3 separate regions of the Mus musculus genome follow, and regions 1 and 3 are each linked to region 2. The links are chromatin contacts, called in public ChIA-PET and promoter capture Hi-C maps. All regions are on one chromosome and are shown on one strand. Each heading gives the region's core, a stretch centred on a gene start, on an enhancer-like site or on the middle of the called end of the contact. The rest is flanking DNA. Distances are from core to core; before and after follow the strand shown.

The links. ChIA-PET counts read pairs in DNA pulled down with a chosen protein or histone mark. Capture Hi-C pulls out chosen DNA fragments and counts their contacts.
Region 1: a promoter capture Hi-C map of liver shows a contact between it and region 2, with 4 times the contacts expected there. The contact joins the promoter of Trim30a here to the promoter of Trim34a in region 2. A contact is called at or near these places in 1 of 39 promoter capture datasets (the C10 cell line), 1 of 484 Hi-C or Micro-C datasets (LSK cells), 4 of 115 datasets of contacts at active chromatin or transcription factors (effector CD8 T cells, embryonic stem cells, large pre-B cells and 1 more) and 1 of 9 other capture datasets (liver).
Region 3: an RNA polymerase II ChIA-PET map of memory CD8 T cells shows a contact between it and region 2, with 46 read pairs. The contact joins the promoter of Trim30c here to the promoter of Trim34a in region 2. A contact is called at or near these places in 2 of 39 promoter capture datasets (the C10 cell line and pre-B cells), 3 of 115 datasets of contacts at active chromatin or transcription factors (bone marrow-derived macrophages, effector CD8 T cells and memory CD8 T cells) and 1 of 9 other capture datasets (liver).

What each region holds. Positions count from the first base shown.
Region 1 is chr7:104,444,737-104,449,134 of GRCm38.p6, reverse strand. It overlaps Trim30a (tripartite motif-containing 30A), which reads left to right and starts at 3,010. Exons shown (of 8, transcript NM_001357467.1): 1 at 3,010-3,231.
Region 2 is chr7:104,242,761-104,247,168 of GRCm38.p6, reverse strand. Trim34a (tripartite motif-containing 34A) reads right to left here and starts at 2,712. Exons shown (of 8, transcript NM_030684.3): 1 at 2,577-2,712.
Region 3 is chr7:104,397,839-104,402,423 of GRCm38.p6, reverse strand. Trim30c (tripartite motif-containing 30C) reads left to right here and starts at 1,646. Exons shown (of 8, transcript NM_001378693.1): 1 at 1,646-1,732.

The DNA.
Region 1 (4,398 bases), core at 1,761-4,260, 200 kb before region 2:
AGCACACCTTCCTGCAGTATCCATTCAGTGCAGTCGTGTCTATAAGAGTCCCACATCAGGAGCCAACTGTGGGCCTGGGTAGCAGAGGTTTTCCATGGAGATCTCTGGCCAGGTCTTGTGCAAGGGTTTCGGCAAAGGGAAGCTAGTGCAGGCAAGGAGATGAAGTCTCCACCATGTCTTCCAGGTCACTCGGTAACTCTGAGACACTTTGCACTAGTTGGGTCTGCCTGGGCCGACAAGAAGTCAACTATCCAGTGATAGAGAGACACACACCTCTTCTGCGGGGACTGTGGGGACCGTAATTTCAATAGGAGCCAGGGGTTAAGGAGACATGACCAAATACTTTCCATCCCATGTAGGTGGAAATCACCACCCATCCAGTCCCTGGGGTTCCAGACCTTTGTTCTACTAAGACCAGTCTGACTGTGAGCAGCTCACTGCCCCCACACAGGTTCATATGAAAGAAGACTCCATGGGATGATTTTCATACCTTTTCAGTGTATTGAAGACAAATGACCCTCTTAAGTGACCATCTTTATACATCTAGCACAGGGATTAATGGAACCATGTGAACAAATATATGCATAGTCTTTTATTAGATAATAATCAGAGAAATCAATACATATGTGCATCAGGACGTGGGAGTGTTTACACTCCGTGTCAGCATCAGCTCTTTCTGGTAAGAAACTGGCAATAAGAGCACCAGAGTGAGTCTCACTGACTAGTCCTGATAGAAGAGGAGTGGCCAGAGGTATGAGAGGTTTGGTGCTTAGGACACTGAAGATGGTGCCTGGGAAAGACAGGGAAGGATAAAAGGGAGGCTACACAAGGATGTTGACAGTAAATTCTTTCTACTATTCAGTAAAAGGGGGATAGCATCCCCATACATGAAATCTGTCATTTGGGGTGACCTAAAAGTACAGCACCTGAAGTATGACAAAGTACTATTTGCTATGTCACCAAACCTCCTTCCACATATCTTTCTTTGTTCTTTTAACTTGTCATTGTGGTCCTTCCTTGACATCTGAACAGGGTTCATTCTGATCCTTCATTTCTTACTTGACCCTTTTCCCCATCCCTGTCACACAGCCATCCGTGCAGAAGTGTGAGAAGTCAGGACAGGCAGACACAGGATCATAGCAACTATGGCCTCATCAGTCCTGGAGATGATAAAGGGGGAAGTGACCTGCCCATAAGAAGCCTAAGAAGAAGGACCAAAGTGTGGATGCTTCAGAGCTTCTTAGAAAGGGGAACAAAATACTCACAGGAGGACATATGGAGACAAAGTGTGGAACAGAAACTGAGATAAAGGCCATTCAGAAACTGCCCCACCTGGGGACCTATCCCATATACAGTCCCCAAAATCAGACTCTATTGAGTGTGCAGGAAGTGCTTTCTGATGGGAGACTGATAAGGCTGTCTCCTGAGAGACTCTGCCAGAGACTGACAAATACAGAGGCAGATGCTCAATGACAACCATTGGACAGAGAGCAGGGTCCTCAGTGTAGGAGTTGGAGAAGGGACTGAAAGAGCTGACAGGGTTTGCATCCTCATGGAGGGAACAAGAGTGTCAACGGGCCAGAACCACCAGAGCTCCTGGGAACTGGACCATCTACCAAAGAGTACACATGGAAGGAGCCATGGCTATGTCCACATATGTGGCAGATGATGGATGGCCTTGTTGGACATCAGTGGGAGGAGTAACCCTTGGGCCTGAGGATATTAGATGCATCAGTATGTGACAATGCTAGGGCAGGAAGATAGGAGTGGGGGAGGGGGAACACCTTCATAGAGGTAGGAGTAGGGGGTTTCCGAAGGGAAGACCTGGAAAGGGAAAAACATTTGAAATGTAAGTAAAGAAACTATCCAATAAAAAAAAAATCCTTAAAAAAAAAAAAGAAAAGAAAAGAAGATTGGTAGTGTGGCATTATTAGAGAAGGTATGGCATGGATGCAAGCTTTCAGGATTCAGTAGATTCTGACCACCAACAACAACATTTTCTCTCTGCCTCTGCCTCTTGTCTAGTTTGTGTCTCAAGGTGTGACTTCTCATTTCCTGCTCCAGCACCTTGTCTCCCTGCCTGGTGCCATGTGTCCTACTGTGGTGGTCATGAACTCTACTGTGAGCCCCAAATGAAACACTTTCCTTACAACTTGTCCCAGTCATGGTGTTTATCCCAGCAGTTCGGAGTAACTAAGACAGATCACATGCAGGAGCCACCACACCTGATTTTGTACAGTGCTGAGGGTCCACCATCAGACTCTATAATGATAGGCAAACACTACTCTCAGAGAAGCTCTACAGATTTCCACCTTTTATTCAGGGAATGGTGTAGCAGTAGTACTGGTCTTTAAACAAATCCTAAATCAAATGGGACCTTGTGAAACATCCTGTAGAGGGACTCCTGGAAAGGGGAAAATGAATGAATGGATCAGCTCGGCACTGTGAAGGGACAAAGTCTATTCAGTTACAGAATACATAATCTGAGGGACATCATGGAACAACTGGAGAGCCCTCTGCAGCTCACTGCTCTCTCTGCTGTGAGGGTGGTGAGGTGTTTCTGCCTGGCTCTGCACATGACTCCTCCCCATTCTGTCCCTGATGGGTGGGAAATCTTGCTTGTGTGGCAGCTCCCTGAACTGCAACTTCCTTCCTGTTCTCTTCCGGTAAGAGTCCAGCTCCAACCTCAGAGGAACACGGCAGCTTTCTGTCCCTAGCCTTGTTTTTCCTTCCCTTTAGGCCACACCTGCCACCAAGGCAAAGCCAAAACAGGAGCTCAAGTGCAGGAGAAGCCCATGGGGAAGGCTTTCTTTCCACATTCCCAGAGGGTCAGGAACTTTTTGGTTGATTGTATCATGAGTCTGAACAAGTGACATAACAAGTTTCTGTAGTTCTGAAAAAAAATGTCCCAAGTTACTGGAAGGCAAAGCTGACCTAAGGCAACTGACTCCCTCTGGTGGTAAAACCTCAGATATTGATGGGGTACCACCCCACTGGTTGGTTGTTTTTAGTTTCTTTTTCTCAGTTCCTGCCCTCACAGTCTTAACTTTCATTTCTCTACTGGCTCCCAAGAGGACCAGCACAGTTGGCTGAATCCTCAGGACTTAGACTCTTGCCTGTGTTTGCTCCTCTCCACAAATCCTGGGTCTCTTGGTTGGTATCTGAAGGTGTGAGCCAATTTTCAACTGCAGAGTTTGGAGGAATTTAGAAGAAGACACAGTCTTTGCTCTGGTGAGTTTAAGTTGAAGTTAAAAAGCAGGAAGAGGTTGGGGGGGAACTGCTGGCTTCCTGCTGAATATTATGGGGATGAGAGCCAGAGACAGGGTGGCCTTGAGGAAGACAGCTCTTATGACCTGTCTGGAAAGGTCCGTTATTTTTCCAAACAGACTCCAGTCTTTTTTCTAATCTTTAATTATGAGTTGCAGCATGAATCTTCTGCTCCAACACAGACACTGATTTCCCTCCAAAGAAGTAGTATAGCCAGAGGGGTGTTTGAAAAAAAAGGTTAAGATTTCTCTGAGTAATAGTAGATTTACCCATGATTCTAAGGGCTTATTTCCTTTGATCTTTGTCTGTGATTGGAAGTCTTGATCTCTTTGCAGCCTCCTATTAATGTACTTGTACTATAAAATAGCCTGAAGTCTGTAGGGAATTCCTAATGTCACTTTAAAATCATTACCATTGCCTACCCTTCCCCATATGCCATATGTCCTGTATCTGAATCTAGATCACCCCAGACTAGTAATTCTGGATACAACGAAAGACGACACAGTAAGATCCAGAGTCCAAGGACCTAATAAGACCAAATCTATTTAGCTAATTTGGGTGCAATTAGTGGGCTGGAGGAGCACTTGCAAGTTTCTACCAGCTCCTAATTTAATCCCAAGGAAAGAGACAGAGGATAGGGTGAAAGGAAGATTGGATGAGATAGAGAGAAACAGAAAGAAACAGAGAGACAGAGAGAGAACAGCAAAGGAGCACTCTCAAGAAGTGACAGCTTTTTAATTCCTGTATATCCCAGGCTGACCTCATGGAATTGTTCTGTGTCAGCCTCCCCAGCTCCTGGGATTACACATGAACATTAGTGCCCTAGGAGGCACAGCAAGAGCTCCTAATTGAATTTGATGACATAAAAGAATGAAAAATGTCTGCTGATAGAAAGATCTAGAGATCTTGAGAACCATGAAAGAAAAGAAAGGACTTGGAGCAGGGAATCCAGGCTTCACCCAAACTAATGTAGACTCCAGAAGACACAGGTCAGGACTTCCTGTGTCCAGGTTGGCTTGAGGGTTCTCAAGAGCCCATTCATCCCCTTTCCCTTTGCTCTGTCTTGCTTTCAATCAGTTGTGTACACCTGTTTTCTGAACATAGCAATTAACTCTCTTAACCACCATATGT
Region 2 (4,408 bases), core at 1,463-3,962:
TTAATCCCAGCACTAGGGAGCCAGAGGTAGGATGATCTCTGTGAGTTTGAGGCCAGCATGATCTACAGTCAAGCTACACAGAGAAACCCTGTCTTGAAAAATCAAAACTAAAATGAATTTTTAAAAAAATCATGTATTTCAAATAAAGATCTTAATATGGACAAGAGCTGATAGCAAAAATTAGTAGAAAGAAACAAGAGGTAAAATTAGTGAGCTGGAAACAAAAGGCGTAAAAAGGGCCAGCATGACAGTCCTTTGAAAGGGTAAACAGGACTGACAAGTTCTGGGCCAAAAGAGTCAAAAGAGTGAGAGAGGTAAATGCATATGATCAGTACAAGTTGTATAAGTACACACAAACTAAAAGAACCAAAGATGTTATTTTTAAAAGTTAATAAAAGCTAATGAACATTAAAAGATGTGTTCAACCTACAGTTGGTTGGTAAATAATAAAAAGAAAAGTTTAAACATCACTATGATGTCTGGAGAGATGGTTCAGTGGTTAGAGACGCATGTTGTTCTTCCAGAGCATCCAAGTTCAATTCCCAGAACCTGCATGCTGACTCGCAACATCCATAACTTCTAATCTACACGATTTGAAACCCCCTTTTGACCTCTGAAGTCACACACACGTGGCACACTTGAGTTCTCTCTCATTCTCATTTTTCTTCTTCTTTATTATTTCTTTTAATCTGTATTTTTGAGACAAGGTCTCATGTAGCCCCGGCCAGGTGTCAAACTGGCTGGATAAGCAAGGTTGGCCTGGACCTAACTTCTGATTGTCCTGCCTACACCTCCTAAGTGAGGGCATTATCAACCTGCACCAGACCTGTACTTGCTCTGTCATAAAACGTCCTCCCACTCCTCACATAGCCTCATCTCTGGATTCTTTCTCTGATGACAGCAAGAATCTGAAGGCATTAGGATGCAGTCTCTTCCTAGCCCTCTCTTTACCTTGGAGACCCCCCAGCCATATTCTCTCTGCAGCATCATTCAAGCCCACCCACCTCCTGTTCCTTTCTCTGCAGCTCCTCCGGAACATCTTCCTCTCAGATTTAAGGAAAGCCCACCTGTGTTAAAGCTTCAACTTCCTTATGATCCTACTGAAAAGCCAGGAGGTGGTGCCATATACCTTTATCCCCAGCAGTTGGGAGGCAGAAGCAGGCAAATCTCTAAGTTCAAGGCCAGTTGTGTCTACAAAGCTAGTTTCAGGACATCGAGGGCTACACAGAGAAACCCTGTTTCCAAAAACCAAAACCCAAAACAAAATAAGGTAAAAGAGATTATATTGAACTGTTTGCTTAGTCTGAAAACAAAAGCTGCATAGTTTATAAGCTACTTAGTTCTTCTTATTGTCATTCCTAGCTGGAGTATAAGCATGTCGATTTATTTCATATTAGATAAATATTGAATGGGTGCTTAGTATGCTTTTTTATGCCAAAACACGCTTTTTCCCATTGACATTTTTAATTAAAAGAGAGAGAGAGAGACACCTTAATTATCTTCTGTGTTTGGCCATGACTAAACTCTCTAGCATTGCAGTGCAGATTCAGAAAAAGGAGATGTGGTGAATTCTGAAAAGTGAAAGTACTGGACAATGGCGGGCAGGTGTTTAAACCATCTATGAAGATGCAAAATGCCCATATATTAGCCTAACATGGAAAATATTCAGGATCAATATCTTACCAAGAACACCTAGGCTCTGTCCAGAGCAATACCTAACTCTTGTTTACTATCTAAGCAAAAAAAAAAAAAAAAAGAACTGATATAACTTTTAGTGCAAAGATGCAAGCAAGAATGATCAATAAGGCCTAAGCCAGGTGAGGACACCAGGATCTCTTATGGCTACTGAGACAGAAACAAGCAGGTGGAGGGGTGAGGGGGTTGGGAAGGCACAAGCTTGCAGTCCCAGCTACTTTAAGAGGCTGAGGTAGGGTGATATTTGACCCCAGAACTCCAGGACCAACCTCAGTAAGGCGGTGAAACGGGCCTCAAAAATAAATAATAAATACGTATTTAAAAAAAAAATCTCTGTTTAAGTAAACATGGAATCCTAAGAGTGGCTCTTCAGAGGTACATATAGTTAGAAAGTGACACGGGGGCGGGTTTTCAAGTAAATCAAGGGCTCAGGATGTTAAGGTCACTGATAGCCCCTTTGGCTGCAAGGAGGGGAATAGAGGCTCCTCTTAGACTGAACCCCTGAAACTCTACAGTATCTTAGTAGGCAGAGGGGAGAGGAAACAAGGAGAAGGGAGAGAAGAGGAGGGGACGCGGGGGGTGGGGAGGGCTCCTGAGATTCCAGACCTGTTTACAAGGTGTATCACAGCAGCAGAGCAGAAGGAAACAGGAAGTGCTTGCCCCAGCAAAAGAAGGGGCTTCTCCAGAAAAAAAAAAAAAAAAAGACCTTCCTGCTCAATTTCAATTCGATTCCTCACGAACTCTTTTTCTCAACTTCAGATCACTGCGGTTTGTGATCTGTGAGCAAATAAGCCTCTCCTAAGCGTCACTGAAGTCTCTCCTTTTAGGGTCTCCCTCCCTCCACCCTGGACAAACTTTCGCACACACCTTTGGACCCTCACCTCCGACCTGGAAGGGGAGATCTTTCCTCCAGACAGAAGCGGTGAGGAAAAGCCAGGGACTGGTTTCAGCCAGCCAAACCAACCAGCAGCCCCTCCCTTTTTGACTGCAGAGAAAAGAAACTGAAACTCCAAACCAGCGGATACAGGAAAGAGGAGGAAACTTTTGAGTCCTAAGTATTGGCAAAACTCTAGGCCACCAATAGATGGCAATGCAGGGACTCTGGTGATCCAAGGCTAGAGGAGAAGTTTTCAGCAGCCAGGAAGAGCTTTTTGGTGGCCATAGCTAAGGGCTGTCACTTACATCAGGTGGTTAAAGACCATGTTAAGGGAAGATTTCACTCAGCAAGAAGGCAGCCACGAACTCAAAAGAAACACGAGAAACTTTTATTAACGTGTGAGCCGAAAATAAAACAAATGGCCCAGCAAGCTATACAGTTTCTTACAATCTTTTTCAGGCCAGACAGCAGCGGTATTTTTATCTAGTCACCATCTGAGGGTGGTCTCTGAGTTCCTTAATGTTTAAAGGTGTTCAGTTAGGGGAACAACAACCCAGGAATACATGGGAACACATTAAAAAAAAAAAAAAAAGCACGGTCTTTTGCTTAATTTGTGAATAACAATAACCCTTTGGTTATGAAAATAGAATCTGCAGCTTTGCACTGACCTTTGTCCACTTTGACCTTCTCAAGTGTCTCCATCCCCAATCCCTTCCAGGTTAGCACATTTACATTCCTTTTAGGCTCCACTCAACAGTTACCTAGCAACAGTCAGGTAGGTCTGGCTTGCTATAAAAGGGACTGTTTGGCCCCTCCTTGTTCTCTCTGAGCCCTTTCTCCTTCCCCCTGTCCCCTCTCCACATGTTCCCTGCTGGTAGTGCTCCTCTCTCTCTCTCTCTGTCTCTCTGTCTCTGTCTCTCTCTATCTCTGTCTCTCTCTCTGTCTCTCTCTCTCTCTGTCTCTCTCTGTCTCTCTCTCTCTGTCTCTCTGTCTCTCTCTCTTTCTCTCTTCTTACCCACCCCCCTCAAGAATTATCAAGTCTACCCAATAAACAAGAAAGGGAAACCATGCCTGCAGCAGGGAATGGTGCCAGTGAAGTTGTAAGGGTCCATAATTCAAAGAAGAATGACACCCAACTCAACTGGTATGCAAATGTAAAGATAGATTTCTGCAGAAGTCCAGCAAGCTGGGGTCTCCCATTACCAAGATAGAGACACCCAAGAGAGCTTGCTGGTCTGATTTAAGGCTCATTAGGGAATTCTGAGGTAGGGACCTCTATGTTAATCTATTGGGTCCATCTCTATGGACATTCTATTACCTGGGTGTGAGGGCAGGAAACTTGCTGGGGAGGTCTGGGAACTGTTACCAAGGTAGTAACTGAGGAAGTCTGGAAACTGCTGCCTACCCATTGGCCTTGCTTCAGGCCAGGTGGTTGGGACATTCCATTAACTGGGCTTGAAGGCTGGAGCCTAGGATTTTTTCTATTGGTAATTGACTTGCCTGGACTGGCTCAGTTCTTAGGCCTAGTCTCCTTAACTACCAATTTTAAGTCTGTCATGAAATCAGCCTAGCTTTCTCTCTCAAAGTCATAAATCTTAAAGGAAAACCTACAACCACGACTTTACTAAAACCAGCTCAATTCCTGAAACAATCCAAACTTTGTTTTTATATCCACAGATAAGTGTAGTCCTCACTGTATGTGAGGGGTACAGTAAAGAACCACAAAAAAGCAAAGGTATGTATATATATATACACACACACACAGACATATGTAGTGTATGTATACAATATAATGTACAATATAATGATATACAATATAATATACAGTATAAGTAT
Region 3 (4,585 bases), core at 397-2,896, 160 kb before region 2:
TGTAGGGAAATAATGAGAGAGGGAAACAGGAGTGGGGTTGAGACAAGTGATGGTGACTGCACAGGTTTCTTCATTGTTCCCTCACACAACTGACTTTCTTTATTTAATTATTTCTTTTTTATTTTTCTTTTCATTCATTCTTTCTTTCATTGTTTACTCCTCCCTTTCTTTCTCCTTTCCTTTTCTCTTGGGAAAGTTTCATGTGTTTCCCACGCCGTCCTGACGTCACCATGGCTGAGGATGGCTTTGAGCTCCTGATCCTCATGCAGCCAGCTGCAAGGCAGGGGCATCCTGTGCTGGTTTGAATAACAATGGCCCCAGAGGCTAAGATTTTTGAATACTTGGTTCTCAGTTATCAGGACACTGTTCAGGAAAGATTAGGAGTGTGGCATTCTTGGAGAAGGTATGGCATGGGTGCAAGCTTTCAGGATTCAATAGATTCTGACCACCACCACCATTCTCTTTCTGCCTCAGGTTTGTGCCAAGATAGTGTCTCAAGTTGTGACTTCTCACTTCCTGCTCCAGCACTGTGTCTCCCTGCCTGTTATCAGGCTCTCCACTGTGGTGGTCATGAACTCTAATCCATTTAACTTGAGCCCCAAGTCAAACACTTTCTTTATAACTTGCCCTAGTCATGGTGTTTATCCCAATAGTAGAAGAGTAAGGACGACAGATGACACGTGTGTGTGTCTCCACACCTGATTTAGTACAGCGCTTAGGTTCCATCACTGGGCTCCATCACTTAGGTTCTAGGTGAACACTAGGCCCAGAGAAGCCCATTCACAACCCTACAGATTTCTACCTTCTAGTCAGGGAATGTTACATCAGTATTGTTGCTCTTTAATACAAATCCTAAATCAAATGGAAACAACTAAGACATTCTGGTGAGGGAGCCCTGGAAGGGGGAAATGAATGCATGGGTCAGATCAACACTGTGAAAGGACTAGGTCTTTTCAGCCACAGAATACATAATCTGGGGACATCATGGGGCAGCTGGAGAGCCCTCTGCAACTCACTACTCTCTCTGCTGTGAGGGTAGTGAGGTATTTCTGCCTGGCTCTGCACATGACTCCTCCCCATCCTGTCCCTGATGGATGAGGAATCTTGCTTGTGTGGCAGCTTCCCTGAACTGCAACTTCCTTCCTGTTCTCATCCTACAAGAGTCCAGCTCCAACCTCAGAGGAACACTGCAGCTTTCTGTCCCTAGTCTTGTTTTTTCCTTCCCTTTGGGCCACACTTGCCACCTAGGCAAAGCCAGCACAGGAGCTCAGGTGCAGGAGAAGCCCATGGGGAAAGCTTTCTTTCCATCACAGGCAGATTTCCAGAGGGTCAGGAACTTTTTGGATGATTGTATCATGAGTCTGAACAAGTGACATAACAAGTTCCTGTAGCTCTGAAAATGTCCCAAGTTACTGGAAGGCAGAGCTGACCTAAGGCAACTGACTCCCTCTGGTAGTAAAACCCCAGTTAATAATGGGGTACCACCCTGTTGGTTGATAGTTCTGTGGTTCCTTTTTCTCAGTTCCACCCCTCAAAGTCTTAACTTTCATTTCTCTTGTGGTTCACCAGAGCCCGTGACTAAATTCTTAGAAGCTTAGTGACTAAGTTCTCAGGGTATAGACTTTGCTCCTCTCCATGATTCTGGGTCATTTGGTTGGTGTTTGAAGGTGTGAGAACAATATTAGACTGCAGAGTTGGGAGGAATTTAGAAGAAAGCACTGTCTCTGCTTTGGTGAGTTTAATTTGAAACTAAGAAGGAAGGGGAGGTGGAGAACTGCTGGCTTTCTGCTGAGTGTTCTGGGCCTAGGAGTCAGAGGGAAGGGTGGCCTGGGGAAATAGCTCTCATGGGCTGAAGAGATCCGGTTATTTCTCCAAATTTACTCTCTTCTTTCCTAATCTTTAATTTTGAGTTGCACATGAATCTCCTGCTCCAAGAGAGAAACTGCTCTCCCTCAAAAGTAGAGCCAGGGCAGAGTTTGAAAACAAAAGTTTAAGATTTATCTGAGTAATAATGGATTTACCCATGATTCTATGGATTCATTCCCTATGTTTCTGTCCCTGTGATTAGAAGTCCTGACCTTCCTGCAGCTACCTATTCATGTATGCCACTCCAACCTCAGTAGAATCTGTGTGACAAGTTCCACAGACTGAGGTGAAAACTTCAAAAGAAGGAGGCCTCCTAGAACCAGTTGTGGAACTCTTGGCTGAAATAAAATATTGAGCCCTAGTTCTCATGGCAATTTATCTGTTTTATCTTTTTTATTCATTTTTTTATTTACAAGATGTTCCTGATAGCTTAGGCTAAGATCTTAAGTAAGAATAATGGGTAAGAAACCATCCCTTGAGATGGGGTCACTAACCATGGCCTTATCTCTGGAAAAACCAACATTTCACTTTATAAATCATGCATAAGATAGAATTGATAACTAAAAACTTTCCCAACAATAAAATTTTACATGGCTGCACATGTATCATTGGAAATAGGCTTTCGTATATTGTTTAAGAAAGCCTTAAATAAAAAGAATAAAAATACTTCAAATATATGCTTTGAAGATTTACAGAAAATCAGGTACTAGATGTTAAACAACAACTGATCATAAAAATGTATTAACTTGTTCTTGGAAATTTGCCACTAGCCTTAGATGATTTTTGTATTTTACTATGCCAAATGATTATAATAATATCTGTTCTACCTGACTGCTTCACTGAACACACTTTTCTTAGAAGTTGTAGTACTTGAATGAGAGAGAGAGGAAGAAAGGGAGAAAGGGAGAGAGGAAGAAAGGGAGACAGACAGAGGCAGGCAGACAGACACAGGGAGAGACAGAGGGAGTATGAGAGAGAAAAAACACTGGAGAAGCACACTTTCAGGAAGTGTCAGATTTCTATTCCTTTGGAACATGATGTCCCTATAGATCTCATCCTAAACTCATGGAATTGTCCAGTGTCAGCCTCCACAGCTGCAGAGATTACAGGTAAACATTACTGCCCCAGGACTTTTCTACTGTTCAAGAAATAAGCACCTGATTGAGTTTAATGATATAAAAGACTGAAAGATATCTGCTCATAGAAAGACCTAGAGAAATAAGAAAAAAAAAAGGGGACTTGGAGCAAAGAATCCAGGCATCACGCAAGCTAATGTAGACAACAGAAGACACAGGTCAGGCCTGCTGGTGTCCAGGTTGGCTTTGAAGGTTGTCACCAGCCCATCCTCTTCCCCTTTGCTCTCTCCAGCTCTTAGTTGTGGAAACCTGTGTTTTGAACTAGGGAAATACCTGTTTACCACTATATATAAGGAGATATTAAAATGCACATATTAGAGTTGTCAATTTTTAACTTTGAAAATGTCTAGGCAGTACACATTAAGCTGCTCCAGATAATACTACTCAGTATATAAAGCCTAGAACAATTTATTTGCCAGAAGTATTTGAAAAAGGACCATTTCTCATATGACATCAGCATCTTGAAATTTCATCATCAGGAAAGAAACATTTTTACGTTTTCCAGAGTTCCAATCAACCAGGAAATGGCGAAGACTCAACTCAAATTATAATGAAGTGAATTCATTAGTGCTAGTAGCTCAAAGTCTTGAAGCCAAATCAAAGGCTTGTCACCCAGAGGAGGCTGGGGGAGTGTATTTAAAAGTGGACTTCATAAATGTCTCATTTGTGTGGGATGTGTAGCTGACAAACTCCTTGTACTCCCCTCAGAAGAGAGGAGCTGTTTCACTTCCTGTTACACAGCAATACATGGGCTCAAATAAAAAAAAAAAAAAACAGAACAAGGAGTTAGTTATCTCATAGTAGTTTTATAATTCTGGGGAGGGGAACAAAGAGTTAAATTGGCCAGTAGCTTATAATTAGGAATTGAGAATAGTTGCCTAGCACAAAATGGAGTTTTCCTTAGCCATCACGACCCCAATAATTAAAAAACAATTTCTGTCTGTAGACTATTGTTTCAATTGAACAAAAGTACTTATTTTCCTTAATGTTGCTTGAAAAAAGATTTATTTTGTTGAGATTGAGGGACATTTGAGTACTTGTTTGGAAAACTAGTACAATGAAATATTCCTAAAATATATGGAGGTGAAGCTAATGAGGTCTACTAACGATGAGAGATATGGAAACTCGGCTGGCAATCTCTTGTCACCGAACAAGGTTCCAATAGTAGGACTGGGTTGCATCCAATTGAGTTGTTGGCCAAGAGGGGTGCACAGAATTCCTCCCAAACAAGCCAGACTGTTGCTAAGGCAAAAGATTCCTCTCTGCAAAGTGTTAGACTTCAGATACAGAATTTAGCATTAAAATGCATACCAACAGACCAAACCTCAAAAATTTCCCCTTTTTTGTTTAATTAAAAAGTTTTTTTTCTCTTATAACAATAAACAACTTGAGTTGAAACAATTATGAAAGTTCTTAGGTAAGATTTACATTCAAAAAGTCAATTCTTTTTTTATTTTTCAACTCAGGAGAAAGTTCAGAGTTCTGTGTCTAAATCAATTTCTTTCCTAACTTGCGTTATTAATCTAAAAACATCTTCTCAGACCTAGAATGTCTTCTTAAATCCAAAACAACTTAAGCTTATT